3 separate regions of the Mus musculus genome follow, and all the other regions are linked to region 2. A link is a contact called in public Hi-C and HiChIP or PLAC-seq data. All regions are on one chromosome and are shown on one strand. Each heading gives the region's core, a stretch centred on a gene start, on an enhancer-like site or on the middle of the called end of the contact. The rest is flanking DNA. Distances are from core to core; before and after follow the strand shown. Region 1 overlaps LOC108167736 (a long non-coding RNA gene). Region 2 has its middle 51 kb from the start of Zfp648. Region 3 overlaps Gm46165 (a long non-coding RNA gene).

Region 1 (3,819 bases), core at 1,163-3,662, 120 kb after region 2:
TCTCTCTCTCACACACACACATACACACTCACATCTATAATAAAAAATCTCCCCCTTAATAAGATCATGGAATGGCCATGTCCTCAGTTTATATAAGAACTAACCAAGGATAACCTTGAACATTTTCAAAGTAGGTTTATTTATTTTGTTGGTTGGTTGGTAGTTGGTTACTTTTGAGAACCCTATTCATGAGCACTGCATCTACACTATACTCCTGCCTTGAACTTTTAATCCTCCTGCATCCACCTCCTAAGTGCTAAGATTACAGACAGGGCTTCAGGGATCGGGTAAAGTCCTCATCAAATGTGTATTGTTTAACAAGGACACAGCCATGTCATCAGCCACACAATCTCAGCTCCACAGGTGTGGCAAAGCCCCTGCTAGGCTCAGGGAAGGGGCAATGCCTTCTCTCCTGCTCTGAGTGGAAACATAGGTATCACCTACAGAACATGTGCTTTCTCCGTAGCTTTCTACCCCAGATGTATGGCCTAAAGACTGCTCCTCTACAGAGACTGTCCTTACTGGGATTAGCTAAATCCACCTCCTTGTTCAGCTGTATACCACAAACCCTGCCTTGTTTATCAGCATGTAAAAATCTGCCTCCTCGTTCACTGTATATAGTAAATATGCCGCCCTTCAGGGCACTGTGTCTTCTCCATCAGAGAGTCCGGTCCATCCAATCCCAGCTGTCCCATGTCTCTGTGGTTGTCATTTCTTCATTTTCTCATCACCCCTAGTCAAGGTTCAGGGACCCAGGCTATCTAAGGATGGGGCACATGGCTGCCACATCCCCAGTTTACAGCCTGCTCCCTTGAAAGAGGACCAGTACCTCTCTAAAAATCCTGTGAAATGATCAATTGGGAGATTTTTTTTTAATACTTTTATTTTGTGTGTATGGATGTTGTACCTGCATGTCTGTCTGTGCACTCCATGCATGCCTATTGCCTTCAGAAGCCAGAAGACAGGGTGTGATCTCCAGGAACTGGAGTTACAGATAGTTGTGAGGCACCAGGTGGGTGCTGGGACTCAAACTCAGGTAGTACTCTGGAAGAGCACCCAGTGCTCTTTACCACCAACCATTGTTCCAGCCCCTGGGGGTTTCTTCTTCTTCTTCTTCTTCTTCTTCTTCTTCTTCTTCTTCTTCTTCTTCTTCTTCTTCTTCTTCTTCTTCTTCTTCTTCTTCATCATCATCAAACACTTTTTTATAAATTATTAAGCACACAAATTCAAAATGTATTTATTTCCTGTCACCTGGGGTGTCCAAGTCCCTAACAAAGGCAAGCCAGCTGTCGCTAGTTGCTAAGCTGCACCTTCCATTGGGAGATGCAGCTAAAAGAAGGTCAGATTTGTCTCATCAAAGAATAGTTCAGAAGCATACGGGAAGCTTTCTCATATGCTTTTCAGTTAGGTGAAGAATTCAGTACTTGGGTTGTTGAGAAAAGTTTGGTGGTGGTGATGGATGTTTTGTTTCGTTTTTTTAAATATTGAAAGAAAGCACCAAGTTAAGGGAACCCCGGTTTGCTGGAGCTAGAGGAGGCTGAGACGTGCAAGGTCAGATATGTGCAGATGTTGGCCGCTGGAAGTCAGGGTAAAAGAGCCGAGATGTGAGTGGTAGGGGTGGAGAAACGGCTCACAGGTAAGGACACTCGCATCACAAGCATAAGGATCCATGTCATTCAAGTCGATGTGGTTGCTCAAGCACCTGCAACCCCAGTGCTGGGGCAGAGGCAGAAGGGTCCCAGGCTTGCTGGCTGCTGCCTAGCTCCAAGTTCAGTGAGAGACCCTGTCTCCAGGGAATAAAGGCCAAAAAGTGATATCTTCCTCTGGTTTTAGTCTCTGCACCTGGACACACCCCCTCAAACTTACACACACACACACACACACACACACACACACACACACACACACACACACACACCCCTCCTCTGGCCTTGCACATCTTAGTTGGAGTATAAACGATGACTTGCTTCTAGAACCTTGACTACAGAGCAGTCTGGGAAGAACTCTGCTCCCAACCTGTTCTCCCTCAGACTGAGGCTGGGTCCAGGAAGCCAACCTACACACTGAATAAAAGGTCGTAGTCTATGTACTTCGCTATGAACTCTATACCAGGTTTGCTGCCCAACACTAAGTAAGTCAGGAACAACTGAGGAAGCAGAGCCCAAAGATCCTGTGTATCCCAGTCACAGAGTAAGGAGTGAACCTGGATGGGTGTGAGTTCTAGCTTACCCTGAGCCAAGCTCTCAGCCTTCCCTCCTCCCCTAGGGTATGGCCACACCTCTTGATGGCTACTAGAGGAATTCACTTATGGGATTAAACTAAACCTTGAATGCTTTGGCCTAACGACTGTCTCATCTTCTGTGTAAGAGCCAGGTCAGGAGGCAGGAGGCTGACTGAGCCACACAGCGGGGCATGCTCACTGTGCAGGGTGAGGCAGAGCTGTGTACACAAGTCGGAACTGTGGCTAGAAACTAGGGGAAAGGCCACCTTGCTGATTTGGATCTGCGCCACCACTTCCTGCCCCGACAAAAAGGCTGACGTTGTTGATGTCGACTGGCCTAACAAGGAAAAAGGACCCATGGATCCACCCAAGAGACCTTTTGTCTTTAGGTGAGAATGAAAATGTATCTTAGAGGAGAAAGAAACACATAGCATGTGAAGTCAAGCGCTCTGTGGCCTGTGATAATGGCTCTTGAGGGTGCTGACTGCTGATAAGCACGGACGCTGGCCTCGGCAGAAGCTGCGGCATGTCACTGCCCCCAGCACACACAGTGACTGTGCAGGTTCTCAAACGTCTACCATGCAAAGTGCCTTGTCCAACTCTTAGATGCTAGCCAGTCTCAGATGCTGTGCCTGGGAAGTCTCACTTTCCAGAACAGTAACTAAGGTCTGAATTTGGACCTGAGATGCTAGAGTCAGCAAACATGAACATAGTACACACAGACACAGACACACACACACACAGACACAGACACACACACACACACACACATTTGTTCATACACAAATTCACACACATACTTGGACACACATACACAGACCATGTTAATACTTGTAGAAACAGAAATATATTCACCCCAAATAAACACACTACATATACACTCACTCCACACAGAAACAGATACACAAATATAGAGCATAGATACGACACACACAATCATATAAACATTCAAAAATATCAAACATAGATAGAAACATATAATGCATATATGTTGGATGCGTCATATACATATCCCACAGAGACACACAGATAAACACTGCACACAGGTCTTATACACTAGATCACCACAATGTACACATACAGAGACGAAATGTAACATACTACTTGACACAAAGCTTTGGTTATGTTAGCTATGTATATAGGAGATAAGTATTTAAAAAAAAAAGAGGAAAGAAAATCAAAATGCAGCAAAAAAGTTATAAACTTGAAGAATCCTTGTTTAAAATGAACATATAAGATTCACTGTAACAAGAGAGCAGTAACAGGAACATAAATAGTTGACTTGAAATGGGTTGTTCTGTTCTAACAGGTTTTTGCTGTTGTTTTGTTTTGTTTTTTTTCAAGACAGAGTTTCTCTGTGAACTTCCGGTTGTAGACCAGGGTGGCCTCGAACTCAGAGATTCTCCGGTCTCTGCCTCTCAAATGCTGGGTTTAAAGGTGAGTGCCACACTGGCCGGCTCTAACAGTGCTTTTTATTAAGTGATGGTTCTTCTGTCCCTGTGCACTCACCGCGGCTGCTGAATATTGCCTGCTGAATTGCATCTCCTGAGTCTCTGGTATATCTACCACTCCCGCCCCCACTCTAGCCCCACGTGTCT
Region 2 (4,286 bases), core at 183-2,682:
TGTAGGTATCCTGGTTTGTGAGTGCCCCCCACCCCCGCCTCCTGTATTATCGAGAAAGGCAAGGGCCAGGAGTAAAGCCTGAGTCCAAAGATTTAAGATCCTAGCTAATAGACTGTTCTCAGCAATGGAGACTCTCCTACTCACCCTTTCCAGGCTGGAACAGATGAAGGTGAATATGGTCAGCCATCAGCCAACGTCGGAATGGGACCCCTTAGAGCCTGTGCATTATAAAGTGATGCAGGAAAAAAAGGAGCTCAAGACAGTCCAGTTATGCAGCGAGGTTCAAGCTACAGCACAGGTCTTATGGCCTCTGATCAGAGTTAAACCCAACTCCAAGGTCCAAGTCCCAACATATGAGCCCAGACTCTGGGGTACCACCAGTTATGATCGCAAAAAGGAGAGTAATGAAAACCCGTGTCATCTAGGTTTGAATGCCTATGTCCTGCATAAACACCATCAACACTGGTGGGACTGGGAGCTGGTTTCAGATGCAATGGCAATACTTCTGGAAATGCTGAAAATAAAGGCTAAAAGGATGGCTTAGCATTTAAAATTCTTGCCATGCAAGCATGAAGATTGAAGTTTGGATTCCCAGAACCGGCACAAAGTCTGGATGAGGGTGGCCACCCCCCTGTTGTAATCCCAGTGATCAGAAATTGGAGACAGGGGTTCTCTGGAGCAAGGTGACTAGCCAGAGTAGTTACATGTGTGAGTTCTGGGTTCAACTGCAAGACTTTGTCTCGATATATAGAGTGGAGAGAAAGAGAAAGGTACCGGCTATCAACCTAGGGAAGCCACACTATGCAAAAACAAGTACATACTTGCATACATGAATACGTATGCTTAAAGAACGTGGGCACAGCTAATATTTCAGCTTGAATTTTCCTGTGTGCCTACTGCAGACATCTGCATTACAATAGAGAGAGAGAGAGAGAGAGAGAGAGAGAGAGAGAGACCTAAGAAACTGAAGTGCTGAGAAACCAACAAATTTAACCGAGTCATGGACATGCTGGAAGTAAAGTTCTTCGGCATCAAATTTGGTGCCTTTGGCTGTGGGGCATATCTAGGATCCCTAAATAAGTTTTTGGTTATCAGAGCAGATCGGTCAGTCCCTCTCCAGGCAGGAGGTCATCTGGGGGCTCCAGGAGTTCAGCTCTAGTGTCTAAACAGCCAAAGTGAATTATTCACTTAGGAGGCTGAAAAACAACCCCTGGGTTGTGAAACGAAGCTTTCCAGAGTTAAATGTCTTAGTCACTTGGAATCTGACCAAAGTCAACTCTTGGCCCTGACCCACCCATATGTCTGTGCTGGAAGGGAGCAGAGACAGGGAAACCCCAAAACAAATATGAAAATGGCTTGTCAGCGCAGGATGGGCAAAGTTCTCAAGGGGCAGGTGTGCTCCAGGTGAGGCAGGGTTTCTGGCAGCTTAGCTGATAAGCAGGTCACAGAAGGGCTGTCAGCAGCATTGTTTGGTTCCAGGCCTGAACGGGTCTGTGGCTTACATAACAGCTTGGCAGGCAGATGCAGCCAGGCAGAAGCGCACGGTTTTCCAGCAGCCCGTAATCATCTTTGATTCTCTGTCTGCTCAGCAGCTTCCATGTGCTGGGGGAGGCAGCTGTGCAGAGTGGGCAGGGCAGGATTCCAGCACACTGCAGTCTTCTGTCTCCTCTAGCAGAACAAACAGCCAGGGAATCATCAACCGCCACCCAGCAGGGCTGGGGCGGTCTGAGGGAGGAGCTGTTGTCAAGCCTGGTCCAGGCCTGTGGGCAGAGATTAGCCTACAGGTGAACACCAGAGCTGTCAGAAGTGTGTGTGTGTATTGGGGGAGGGGTGCCCTGACACCTGACACTCTTTGCCACCTTGTCTTGTCTGTGGGAACAGAGACATTCCCTCTTTTAAATACAGAGATCTCAGAATTCAATGTCATGTCCATCACAAAAGGCAATTGGGGAAGGGGCTCTATGTCTTACTAAATAATACTGCCTGCCTTCTCCTCTATACAGGTACCAGTCTGATCCTGCTGAGTCCTAGGCATGTGGTGGTGAGAAGGAGAACTTCAGACAGTGGTGCATCACTTGGCTGAAAACACAAATCTGCATCTCTCTCTCTCTCTTTCTCTCTTTCTCTCTTTCTCTCTTTCTCTCTCTCTCTCTCTCTCTCTCTCTCTCTCTCTCTCTCTCTCTCTCTCTCTCTCTTTCTCTCTCTCTCTCTCTCTCTCCCTCCCTCTGCCTTAATCCTAACTTGTTCTAGCTGACTAGCAGCAGCTGGTGTTCCTGTTAAAATGACTCCTACTCTCTACTGGCTGTAGATCTCACTCCCCCTGTGGTCTTCCACCTCAAATCTCCTCGGGCACTCACTCTGCTTGTCTGGTTCTTGAAGAACCAGGGATTGGGATGAAGTCCCTGCTCCATCTGAGTGGTACCCTTCTGGGAGTGATCCACCTACCCTGGTGAGTTAGTAGAAGCTAGGTAGTAACTATGAAAGAAATATGAAAGAGATACAGTTTCTATCAGCAGAAACAGGAAGGTCTTTGGATGGGGGCTCCATCCATTTATTCGTTCAACAGTTTCCCTCAGAGGTCTCGCCTTAGAGGTCAAACTAATGCTGGCGATTTTATCAGGAATGCAGCACTGGTCATAGGGCTTTCAGTCCTGGTACCGAGCGCTTCTGTTCTACATGTATTTAGATTAATGAATAATTGTGCACGCGAACTGTTGATCTTGGCAGTGCTGTGCAATTACCAAACACGCCCACACCCTCATCTATCTACTGACTGGACACACTTTGTTTTGCAAGTGATTTATGTGACCTTGCGTGGTGTTGTGCTCAGATGTTCCTGAATGTTCTGACTCCTTCTGACCCCTAGCCTGCACCTCATGCCGCAACCCCTTGACGACGCCATGCCACACAGATGATCTCTCTGTATTTACTTCATTCCTTGGGCCTCTGTGTCCTTGTTGGTTCTGCCAAGCCCTTGACCTTGTCCCTTTCTTTACTTCGATGCAGTCCCAGTCTCCTCGCCCGCCCCGCCAGCTCCTAGTGCCTTCCCAGAAGTCTCCTGGGTCCTGGGAGGGGCTGGGCCCTCACTCTTCTGTTCTCACTTTCCCTGTGAACCTTCTATTTGTCTGTCCTCACCTCGATGCTCATGTCCCTGGAGGCAGGGACTGGACTTTCATTTCTGTGTCCTTGGGGCAAAGCACATAAGAGGAATGCTATACAGAGAAAGAGACAAACAGACACATACAGAGAGAGAGAGAGAGAGAGAGAGAGAGAGAGAGAGAGAGAGAGAGAGAGAGATTGCCATGCTTATAATTGAAACCCCAGCTAAGCACAGGGCCTGTGAATGTTCACCTCTAGCTTCCACACATCCTGTCCTGTAGAGCCCTGACTGCTGGCTAAGGCTTCCACTAGATTTTTTTTTCTTTGTATGGGGCTCGCTTTCTATTGACTATCATGTTCTATTCCCACTCACTCTACTCCATACTCCGGTTTCCTCAAGCTTTTGCAGTTTGAATCCATGGAAATTCTTCTGTGTCCCAAGTGAATGTAATGTCCTCTGTTCAGTATGTAGAAATTCCAGAGCACTTTGGAAAAGCAAGGTTTCCGGCAGAGCAGTGCAGACACATCTTTGTGGGATTCTGCTTAAAAGGCAGATATGATTGGGAATGCGGTAAGGGGTATGTATGTAGCCCTTATTTGTTTATAATATTTAATTTCAGAAATTCTCAGGTGTATTTCAATGGGCTCTACTTTACACCCTCCTTAAATAAAAACCTAGTTACCACAGGGTAGCCATATTCTCTAGAAATTCATGGTTCAATCCATTTTACCAAATACCCACCAACACTGTGCCCACAAGACCTGTTGACAGGCTTGGGGCCATGCAAATCACTAAGAATCATGTGTTCTTAGTGTGACCAAATCACAAAGTTGACCATATGGACCAGACAGAAGGGAATTAGGGTCCAAAGCTCAGGAACCATGGGGAACTAAGGTAGTGACGTGAAAAAAAGTCCAAGCCAAAGCTTTGTGGGTAAGAAAGGTGGCCACTTTATTCTGCGTATGTCACATGCTCTTACATGCAAGAACTGCCAGTGGCTCTATGTCCTCTGCAAGATGTGCTGGTTGACTTTTGTCAACTTGTCATACATCTAGTTATATCTGGGAAAGGGGACTCTTAATTGAAAAAAAAGTGTTTCCATAAGAGTCATCTGTGGGGTATTGATTAATGATTGGTGTGGGAGGGCCTAACCCATTGTGGGTGGTGCCACCCCTGGGCAGCTGGT
Region 3 (4,452 bases), core at 574-3,073, 76 kb after region 2:
TGGGCTTGCCTACAGCCCAACCTTATTAATTTTCTCAGTTGAGAGTCCCTCATCTCAGATGACTATAGTTTGTGTCAAGTAGACATGAAAGTAGCCAGCACCTGGTTAAGAATAAGCAGGGATGTCTTTGTGTCTGCTTTTGAAACAGTGAAACGGTATCTGGAGCAGGGGGCTACCTATCTGAATGACTTTGCTTGAATGCACCAAGAAGTTGGCTCACCTGGAAAATCAGAACACTTGTACACTCACCTTATGGACACACTTTCCTTAACCATCATTGTAACAGCTTCCACTCTGAGCAGAACTAGATAAAATCAGCTACGAGGAACACCTAACTAACTACTAACTAGCCCAGAGTGGGCTCTGGATCATGGGACCATCTATTATTCTCCGGAGTTCCCAAACTCTCTCGTGCCTTGTGAATTTCTGAGACCACCCCACCGATATCCTATATCAAGTTTTGATTATCTCAAAACTCAATGGAAACTATTTCTTCCTCCTTGAAATCTCCTCTCTCTATATACTTCAAATTGTAGCAGGCAGGCAACGATAAGTGCCCAGCTTTCTTGCACATTCTCTTTGTGTAGGATGTGCATCTCATTGCACTGTAATAAGCTGTTGTGGTAAAATCTGTACTAGCATGGAAACCAGCTAAGGGTTCTTGTGTGCTCCAGCATCTCTCCTAGCTGCTGGCTTTGGGTTTGTTCTCCTTCTCTCCCTCTCTTCCCCCTCTTCTTCTCTCTCCCCCTCCTGCATCATCCTCCCTCCCTCCCTCCCTTCCTCCCTCCCTCTCTCCCTCCCTCCCTCCCTTCCCCCCTCCCTCGCTTCCTCCCTCCCTCCTCATCATCTCTTTCTCTGTGTTCCTCTGTCTCTGTCTGTCTGTCTGTCTGTCTGTCTCTCGCTCTCTCTTTCTCTCTCTCTCCCTCTGTGTGTGTGTGTGTGTGTGTGTGTGTGTGTGTGTGTGTGTGTGTGTGTGTGTATGTGTGTGTATACCTGTGTTAATATGTCAGTGTTTTAAAGCATAGAAAATGTCTGGGTACATTGGCTTTACAGAAAAGACTGGGTTGAGGAAGAACAGGCAGGATGCAGGAGGGAAGACTTTCCTGCCCAGACAATTGTAAGCCAGAATATTTGACCCAAACAGTAGAGGACAGGAGCCTAACTGTGAGAAGCAAACGTTCTTCTACATATCTAATCTAGATTGAACAAAGTCCATTTTCTGCTTGTTTTTCATCCTTCCCAGAATGTCAAAGGGGGTAGGAATACGCCATAAAACTTGCAATTAGACTTGTGAGCATACAGAACGTTCTTTTCAATTTCAGCTCCGAAATCAAATCTTTTGGAGCTGTACAGATTCAGAGAACAGGATCCTTTGACAACATCCCTCTCCTCCAACTTCCTACACCCAGTGTCCTGCTCACAGGGAGCTCAGTGTGAAGTTAGAGCAGCTAGGCTTTATCCCAGATAGCCTTGGCCTCTGCAATTACAGCATCCACTGCAGGCCCTGCCTTCCTCTTGGTGGTCTGTTCCATGAGTCCTAGGTTGAAGATTATTTTGTAAACAATGTAGGCACTGCATTTGGGAATGGTGGTCATGGGCTGTTATCTGGTCAGGCTGTAGGGAGTGGAAAGTGTTGAGCAATACCTTATTTTCTGGACAGAGTTCCTCAGAAACAAAGACATTTTAGCCAGGGTGGTTTGGGGTGTTCTTGTTTCTTTGGTTGGTTGGTTTGTTTTCGTTTTGTTTTTGTTTTGTTTTGTTTTGTTTTGTTTTGTTTTGTTTTGTTTTGTGTTTAGCTTAGAGGAAGTAGAATTGGGAAATTGGGGAGAGGAGGGAGGGCAGGAGAATGAGTTAACCGATACAGATGGTAATGTAGCAGATTATGCTGGAAAACAACTTTAAAGGCCACATTTCAAGAGAGAAGACATCATTCTAAACTCTTAAACTTTCACATGCGTCTGCAGAGCATATGATGGTGCTTTGAGAATCTTCATGCTGGGGCTGGAGATATGGCACAGTAGTTATGAACACTTACTGCTTTGGTTCCTAGACCCCATGTCAGGTGGCTCATTGACACGATCTTCTGGCCTCCACAGGCACCTGAACTTGGGTGCATCCTTCCACCCCTCCAAACATGTAACTTAAAATAATAAAAAGAAATAACCCTGACTTTAAAAGAAAGACAACGAGATGAATAATGGACTTAAAAGTAAACGCTATCATTGTAGAACTTCAAGAAAAGACCATAGGAGGACATCTTTCTGACCTTGGGCTAGGCCACTATTTCTTAGAGTCCATGCTGAAAAGATATAACCAGGGCTGGTAAGATGGCTCAGTGGTTAAGAGTGCCAACTGCTCTTCCAAAGGTCCTGAGTTCAAATCCCAGCAACCACATGGTGGCTCACAACCATCCATAATGAAATCTGATGCCCTCTTCTGGAGTGTCTGAAGACAGCTACAATGTACTTACATATAATAAATAAATAAATATTTTTTTTTAAAAAAAGAAAAGATAACCATAAAAGAAACTTCATCAAAATTAAACCCTAGCCAGTCAGAGTGGTTAACACTTGTAATTCCAACACTCACTAGGCTGAAGCAGGAGAGGGGAAAGGTTGAAAACACATAGAAAGTTATAGTTTAACCTAAACTATAAAGAGACCCCCACCTCAAAAGAAACAAAACATGTGAACAAAAATTAAAGCTACTCTAATTAAAATAACATTGGCTAATTGATTCTAAATATTTACTTCCCACCACAGGTCAGCTCCTTGCTAGGTATCAGTCTACGGCACCTAATTGAATTCACTATTATAGTGAGCTGATGCAAGAATATAACCATCTTAAGTTCATTGGTAGTAGGAGCATGGCTGCAATCCCAGCACTCAGGAGATAGAGGCAGGAGGATCAGGAGGGCAAGGCTAGCACTGACTATAAGACAAGTTGAAGATCAGCCTGGGTTAAATAAGATCCTGTCTAAAAAGAGGAAAAGGAGGGGGAGCGAGAGAATGAGAGAGGGGTGAGGAGGAGAAGGACGGGGAGGAGAAGACAATACATAGAAAAATTTTAATCAAGATGTCTTTGATGAAATTCATAGATAAAATCTGATATCTGGAAATTACACAGAAGTGCTGAGACACTGTTTACAAAGAAGTCAAGGATGCGGGCACTGGATAAAGAATATTAGTGCTTTGAGGAGTGTCTTCAACTGTATTCACGTGAAACTATTGTAGTAGGACAGTTTTTGTTGGAGACAGGGTCTCCCTGTGTAACCCTGGCTAGCTTGGAGCTCACTCTAGAACAGGCTGGCTTCAAACTCACAGACATCCTCCTGACTCTGCTTCCTGAGTGCTGGGATTAAAGGCATTCTATACCTGGCTGGACCAGTCATGTAGACCCAAATTTGAGGACCACTTCTTTGAAAAGTTTTACAATCTCACACAAATTTGATAAAAAGGAATCTAACATAAAGTGTTATAAAGATTATGAAGTAAATTTCTATAAAGTGTATGACATCTAACTGGGCCTCAGCAGATAGAAATGATGATGAGAAGGAGGAGGAGGAGAATGAAGAGGAAGAAGAGGAGGAGAAAGAGGAAGGAGAGGAAGAAGAGGAGGAAGAGAGGAGGAAGAGGAAAAAGAAGAGGAAGAAGGGGGAAGAGGGAGGAAGAGGAGGAAGAGGAAGAAGAGGACGATTAAAGCTGGGGCTGAGGGTATAACTCAGAAGCAGAGTGCAGGAAAGCATGTGTGCAAGGCCCTAGAGTCAATCTCTAATACTGAATTTAAAAATTAATAAGCAATGTTTAAAGTGACTCGAGAAGCTGATGAGGATCAGGCAATTCATGTGCTATTTATTCTTGAGAAATGGGCTTCCTCTCCTATGATAAAGTGTAGAGTCTCAGGGAGGAAAGGGGGTACTTCAGTACCTCCCATATTAGGTGCCAGGGACAGGTGGCATTGACCAACCTACCCGAGCACACTTCAATTGCCCTGGCCTGGGCCTGGAGTCCCTCTGCAGACAGCCATACCTTATCCATTTGCAGTTGGCACTGGAAATAAGATATACCTTCTATTTAAGGATTTAAGGATTGGACATTCCCTTCAGACCATAAAAAGTAGCTCCAGCAGGGCTAAATGTCCAAGCCTGGCCTGGGAAGAAATGAGTAGGTTTCCCTAGCTAGTCAGTCCCTGGTTGATTTGAATTTTTCTTTAGTTAAACTCTATTCTTCTGTTCCTTTTACACTTGGAAGTAAACTAACAATCTTTAACTTGTTAATCTTTAACTCACTTCAAAATGGGGTCTTGAAGAGCTAATTTTTAACTCACTTCAAAATGGGGTCTTGACTTGTCAGATCCTGGAGTCACACAGTCCCTTCAGTGCCTTATAGTTAAAGATGGTCTTCCTCAGGTTCAGGAGTCTTGGACTCTTTCTGACCAAGGACCAGATCCACA

Evidence for each region. Hi-C and Micro-C count contacts between places; a contact is called where the count stands out from the background. HiChIP or PLAC-seq counts read pairs in DNA pulled down with a chosen protein or histone mark.
Region 1: a contact with region 2 is called in an HNF4G HiChIP or PLAC-seq map of pancreatic cancer cells. The contact joins two enhancer-like sites. A contact is called at or near these places in 12 of 484 Hi-C or Micro-C datasets (Sertoli cells, cerebral cortex, embryonic stem cells and 5 more) and 3 of 115 datasets of contacts at active chromatin or transcription factors (astrocytes, embryonic hindbrain and pancreatic cancer cells).
Region 3: a Hi-C map of uterus shows a contact between it and region 2, with 2.0 times the contacts expected there. The contact joins two enhancer-like sites. A contact is called at or near these places in 7 of 39 promoter capture datasets (the 3T3-L1 cell line, 3T3-L1-derived adipocytes, the HPC-7 cell line and 3 more), 8 of 484 Hi-C or Micro-C datasets (embryonic stem cells, morula, muscle stem cells and 3 more) and 3 of 115 datasets of contacts at active chromatin or transcription factors (embryonic stem cells and pancreatic cancer cells).

The regions. Positions count from the first base shown.
Region 1 is chr1:154,032,959-154,036,777 of GRCm38.p6, reverse strand. The region is part of intron 3 of LOC108167736 (a long non-coding RNA gene); the gene reads left to right. Among named protein-coding and RNA genes, the nearest start is that of Gm46165, 29 kb to the left of the region's middle. Within about 2 kb of position 2,412, at least 127 of the 459 cell types and tissues checked have an H3K27ac peak or open chromatin away from gene starts, as enhancers often do. A contact at or near this core is called in cerebral cortex, liver, pancreatic cancer cells and 1 more, where this site is marked.
Region 2 is chr1:154,147,672-154,151,957 of GRCm38.p6, reverse strand. No RefSeq gene overlaps it. Among named protein-coding and RNA genes, the nearest start is that of Zfp648, 51 kb to the left of the region's middle. Within about 2 kb of position 1,432, at least 171 of the 459 cell types and tissues checked have an H3K27ac peak or open chromatin away from gene starts, as enhancers often do. A contact at or near this core is called in cerebral cortex, liver, pancreatic cancer cells and 1 more, where this site is marked.
Region 3 is chr1:154,071,527-154,075,978 of GRCm38.p6, reverse strand. The region is part of intron 1 of Gm46165 (a long non-coding RNA gene); the gene reads right to left. All of the region lies in intron 2 of LOC108167736 (a long non-coding RNA gene), which reads left to right. Among named protein-coding and RNA genes, the nearest start is that of Gm46165, 10 kb to the right of the region's middle. Within about 2 kb of position 1,823, at least 14 of the 459 cell types and tissues checked have an H3K27ac peak or open chromatin away from gene starts, as enhancers often do. A contact at or near this core is called in uterus, where this site is marked.